2 separate regions of the Danio rerio genome follow, and region 1 is linked to region 2. Evidence: chromatin contacts called from public Micro-C data. All regions are on one chromosome and are shown on one strand. The core of a region is the stretch at or near the end of the contact, and the rest is flanking DNA. Distances in the headings are between cores, read along the strand shown.

Region 1 (3,025 bases), core at 258-2,757, 72 kb before region 2:
AATTTACGTGTTATTTAATCCTGCCTTTAGCAAAAGCATGACAGCTGTCAGCGTGTGACAAGTCTTACAAGCCAATTGATTAAGCACACTTGCTTTCTGCCCAATCAGAATTGCATGACCAAACTATGCAGAGCACCCACAATAAAATAAAAACAAACAAACAGGAAAGCGCGGATGAGTGGGATGATGCTGTCTGTCGCTTCAGAACCATTAATAGACTAATTAATATTAAAAAAACAGCACATTAGTAATATGGGAATATTTTAGTTTCAAAGTCACAGACACAAAAACAAAACAGGTCATCCATCCATCCATCCATCCGTCCATTCGTCCGTCCATCCATCCATCCATCCATCCATCCATCCATCCATCCATCCATCCATCCATCCATCCATCCATCCATCCATCCATCCATCCATCCATCCATCCATCCATCCATCCATCCATCCATCCATCCATCCATCTATCTATCTATCTATCTATCTATCTATCTATCTATCTATCTATCTATCTATCTATCTATCTATCTATCATGATCCCCTGACAAGTGCAAACTCTTCCTGGGGTCCATCGAACATAACACACAATTACATTAATACATAACAACAAGAGCAATAAAAATATTAAAATACAAAATTTATACATAACATCCAGATCAACAATCCACTTAATATTGTGCCATTAAATATTTCTTAAATGATTTTTAATTTATAAGAGCTGTCGCAGAAATTGCTGCCAGCACGAGGAAATACAGCAACCAGTATCTAAATTGAAAACAAAATTAAATCGCAAATCAAATCAAAATCACAATATCTGTTAAAAAAATTGCAATTAAATATTTCGCCCAAATCGCACAGCCCTATTCCCTACCATGTCATTACTGTTATGTACTGTATATTATGTGTAAACAATTGCTGCTATAATGTGGCATCAGAAAAGTTTTGTTAGTCTCCTTTTTTAATATAAAGTATTGCATTACAATGTGACACTGAGTAATGGAGTAATTATGCCAGAAACTCAGCTTTGAAAAAATACATTTAAGAAAGGAAATGGGGGTGAATGTATAATAAAATACTGCATTATGCTGTTTACATTAATGTAGCTGAAAACTCATATTAAAAATACAAACTTCATACAATTTTTTTTCCTATTAACATAATTCAAGATAAATATATATTTAAATTTAGTCATAAAGTTGAACATGTTTGTTCTTTTAATTAACTATAATAATCCTGCCCAAAACAGTAATATATCATAGAGCTGCCCCTTTACAACCTGAATAAAATTCCACCACAGGAAACACTCGTACAGTACATTATTTCTGAGAAGTTTTCACAAACTTTCCTAGTATTGGGTTGCACCTGGAAGGTCATCCGCTGTGTAAAACATTTGCCAGAGTAGTTGGCGGTTCATTCTGCTGTGGAAACCCATGATAAATCAGGGACTAAGCCAAAGGAAAATGAATGTTTTCACAAACCATTACAAGACTCAACCGGCAGAGGGCGCTAAGAGACGAATGTGCTAAGGATAGAGTATGTGGATGAATACCCTCTCTCTCTCTCTCATTCTCAACCCGCTGTCTGTCTGCCTCTAAAGTTCAGCTAGTAATGAGGGCAGTGGCAAAACAATATGCACCACGACTGCACCCAGATCAGCGCATAATATCTCCTGATGCAGAAAGCCGGTGGACGGCTGCTCTCAGATCAGTTGTTAATGAGACAGCTGAGAGGAAAATGAACTTGAGATATGATGAGCCGCAGACTGTCTGCTGATCTCTGGCGATGCTCCAGCGAAACACAAGGAGCTCGACAAACAAATTAGGGGAATGTTTTTTGTTTATAGCACCTCATGCTGCTGGCCCTTTAAGGCAAGATACTGCAGTTAAAACCTTCAGACTTGTGGAGAGAAAACATTCAAACATCCAAAATGTGAATGTGAATTAAGCCATTTAATCTATTAAATAACACCATCTACCAGCGTACACAGCATCATAAGAGGTTATGTTAGATAATAGGTTAGATTTAGGTTGTGACATCAGGTAACCAAAATTCAATGTCTATCCAGCGTCTAAGGACAACGTTGTTTTGACGTCTAATAATGACAATGATTTTTGGTTGATTTTAGGTTGTGTTGGAAACTGACCACAATCTAACGCTGAGCCAACATCTTAAACCAGCGTCATATTGACGTCAAATCCTGACATTTATTCATCAGGTATGACAACCAAGCGTCTGATAGACGTGACATCATAGTGGTAACGTCCACATAACGTCAAGCTGAAACGTCAATAGACGTTGATATTTGATTGATTTTAGGTTGGATGTTGAACAATGACATCGAACTGATGTTGGATTCTGACGTCAACTCGATTTTCATTCACCAAAAAAGTGCAACGTTCCCACGATACAACGCCAATCTGACGTCATGTTGACATACTTTGTCTGCTGGGTTGCTGTATAAACTCTCAAACATACTGGGTTGTTATAAACTAATGTTAGGTTAAATAACAAGCCCAAATTTTGGGTTAAAAAGTGTAATTTAAATTAAATTTAAAAATTTTACTTAACATTGTGTCTGTCGATGTTTGACCCAACATTAGGTTACAACAAACCAACAGTGTGTATTTTGTTAGCTTTTATTCACATCTAAAATATTGATGAGGGAACATAAGCAGAAGCTCAACTATACAAGCTTTATGCACAAAAACAAAACTTTTATGTGTGCGAATATGAATGCCTGAAACACTACATAAATCTAAAATATTATTGTTGATGGCCAGTAGACTGGATATTTATTTAGAGTAGGGGTACCGTGTTTTTAAATGATTTTTTTTATAAACAAATAAAGTTACCTATCTAACTAACTGAAATTAAATCTGTTCCTTTATTGAATAAAGTAATTTCGTCTGTTCAGATTCAGAAGGTCTTAGTTGGATAAAACTGCTCAATTCATACAATATAGCCAAAGCGCCTGGCTATTGATCACCAACATTTATGTTCTTACCCTGTCATGGTAGTCCCTCAAT
Region 2 (3,053 bases), core at 211-2,710:
AATGTCACTTTAAGCTGTATAGAAGTGTCTTTAAAAATATCTAGTAAACTATTATTTACTGTCATGGCAAAGATCAAATCCATTATTAAAGATGAGTTATTAAAACTATAATGTTTAGAAATGTGTTGAAAAAATCTTCTATCCGTTAAACAGAAATTGGGGAAAAAAATAAACGCGCCTAATAATTTTGGGGGGATAATAATTCTGACTTAATCTGTATGTCTTTCTCTATTGAGAAGCTACTATATGAGTTAAAGGCTTGATTTTTTCTTTCTGCTTCTGCACGATTCCCACACCCACTCACTAGAGGTCTGCAGATTTAGACTTTTGCAAAGCCAAAGCAGTCAGCGTGAAGTACACACTGTGTGAACAGTAAGGGCTCCATACTTGGCCACACATCACCGATTTCCTTTCCTCTAAACATTACAATAATGACAGAATAGTGAACTGATGGCTTTCATTTCAGTCCTAGCCATCTCTCGCTTGCAGCAAACAAACAGTAGGAGAGGACAGGCTAAATCTGACATCATCACAGAAGGACTTTCGTTCCAGAGTGAAAGCCAATTTTCTGATTTTAATTAAAGATAACAAAAACAAACATAATTTTTTTTCTGTGGATTAATTGAATTGTTCACCTCAAGAATGGCCTAACAAAGCAAATAGTCTCACTTCATGACTACTTTAACGACTTAATGGTTTACTGGGAGTCTAGTATGCAATCTTTAACAGTCTGCCAGGAAGCAAATGTTGTTTTCAACAGTAAGTGCTTCAGAGGGAGAAACCAAAAGCTGAATTTAAACGTTTTTGAAGTTTACAGCTTACATCCAAGCATTCTGCTCCAGGCTGTTTTTTGTTTGAGTTTAGTTTAAAAGAGATGTGTTCACATGTTTTCCCAGGGGATATATGGGCAAGTATATATTTTTATTATTATTTTAAATGACAAATAGGCTGGGGAAGCTCTGTAGCTCAACAAAAATAGGAAAGGGCTGTCTGTCAGCTGAAGCCACATCACATCAACATGTAAGGGCAGACAGACAACAACACTGCTGATTATAATTGGAGCAATTTGTTAAGGTTCCTGGTTCATCGGCTACAGCATCAGCCCTGAAAGTGCCATAACAGCTGATCAATAGCGGGCCAGACACATTAGAGAGTCTGAAAAATTAAAAAGGTGCTGCTGGCACTGTTTTCTTTCCCCAAGAGACGTGTTTTCTCATAAATAGGTCCAACTGCGTAATCTGAATTCCCTTCATTCCCGTTCAGTACAGCTGGGATGAGAGCATTTCACTCAAGTGTTTCCTTCATGTCGTGATTAATTCAGCTTTCATCGACTGGCTCCGCTCCATCCGGACATGCATTTTCGAATCTTCCAAATGACTCGGCTCTTTATTTTTGTCTGCTGGGCAGCAAGAGAAAATTCCTCCACCTCTAGGTGGCAGGGTGCTCTACTCTCTACCGAAAGAGCACAGGGAGGAGGGTGAGGGTAGAAGGGGATTGTGGGATTGTTTTTGGGGGCAGTCTGTACCAGTCTGACTCGGCCCTGCTACTGTTTGTGCAGCAGCTCAAGGTTAGAGCTACTGCTTAGAGGCCTGTCAGCAATTTCCCCAGATAACACTCAACTTTGCCTTACTGGGGACCTTCGGCCTGTGTTAGTCTCAGCTCCTGGTCTTCGTTTTAAAGGGAAAGCGCAGTCCAAAAAGCCAGTGATCTGCCCACAACTCACTTGCTGGCACTGTGAAAAACAAAACGGGGCTTTTCTATAAAGAATACATCAGAGTAAAGGACTACACAAACCTAAGCCGAGTACAAATCGTGATTAATTTATCACGTCTCCGCTGAGGCCAAAAGCTGAGGCTCTGTCTGCCAAAGAGCCGAAGGGCCTGTGGCCGTTTCCTTTCCAGTAGATTATCTGAGAGGTTGGCACTGGCCCCATCTTCTGCCAATGTCTCTATGGACAGGGAAGCTGTCAGGCTGGCTCTCAGATACAGGAAAGCAGAGAGGGGGCTGTGCTGGCACTGGAGGGGGCACCAGCAGAAACCTCACTCCAGCTTGGCCTAGGAGAACTTAGGGGCCAAATGAAAGGAAATAGGATGGTTCAGCAATTCCAGAGCCATCTGGTGTGGCATTACCACACCAGACCATCAGGCAGTTACTGTAGATTAGGTGGCGTACTGGTGAAATATACAATTTCATTGTACTATATCGTAATCAAATAAAAGCTGCATTCATTATGTGTACTTTATGAATAATTAACTTGAGTAGAAAATTAAGTGTGGCATTTGTATTAACACTACAGTAACCCAAACTTGGTTCTCAAGAACATTGTCAGTATTAAGTGTTTAATAGTTTGTAAGTGACATTATCTGTTAAGGATCTGTTAAACAAAACAGATCCTTATGTATAGGCATGGGTCAGAATAAGATTGTAACAGTATGATAACAGCTTCACAGTATTTACTGCTCTAAAATATATTCTTTTTAATGTCTGGGTAAAAAACAAGAACTTTTTTCTGCTTTGAACACAAATGGCTGCGACCGAAATCACAGACTTCCATACTATAAAGTACGCTAAAAACAATATGCAAGCCAAGTACTACATGTATGTCCGAATACATAGAAAGTAACCAGATGACCTACTGCTTCCGGTGAGATTCTGAAGTGCCCATCCGATGTCGCGTGATGATGATGACAAAATGGCATCTGTAGTACGTCCGAGTTCCATTTATGCTACTTACATTCATGATGCATACCATACTTTTCTATCGATCGAGTAATAAATTCAAGTAAATTAAAATACAATACCTACTGAGTAGTAGGTGATTTCAGATGCAGCCAATATATTATATTTTGAGAAAGATTTTAAATATTTTGTAACAGTAAACAGGTCAGGCTAAATAATAATGGCAAATTGTTCACTTCTGCTGTCTTGATTAGTTTCAAAAACACAGATTTCTTTACAATTTAAAATCCAATCATTGGATATCTTTTCTGCTGGAGATACTGTTGTCCTTAAAAAATGTAACAAAAACATCTTGCATATACTGTACAAATGAT

The links. Hi-C and Micro-C count contacts between places; a contact is called where the count stands out from the background.
Region 1: a Micro-C map of caudal fin shows a contact between it and region 2, with 2.5 times the contacts expected there. The contact joins two enhancer-like sites. A contact is called at or near these places in 2 of 18 Hi-C or Micro-C datasets (caudal fin and an unstated tissue).

What each region holds. Positions count from the first base shown.
Region 1 is chr9:13,239,468-13,242,492 of GRCz12tu, reverse strand. The region is part of intron 7 of bmpr2b (bone morphogenetic protein receptor, type II b (serine/threonine kinase)); the gene reads right to left. Among named protein-coding and RNA genes, the nearest start is that of fam117bb, 25 kb to the left of the region's middle. Within about 2 kb of position 1,507, at least 11 of the 62 cell types and tissues checked have an H3K27ac peak or open chromatin away from gene starts, as enhancers often do.
Region 2 is chr9:13,167,713-13,170,765 of GRCz12tu, reverse strand. All of the region lies in intron 1 of bmpr2b (bone morphogenetic protein receptor, type II b (serine/threonine kinase)), which reads right to left. Among named protein-coding and RNA genes, the nearest start is that of bmpr2b, 64 kb to the right of the region's middle. Within about 2 kb of position 1,460, at least 36 of the 62 cell types and tissues checked have an H3K27ac peak or open chromatin away from gene starts, as enhancers often do.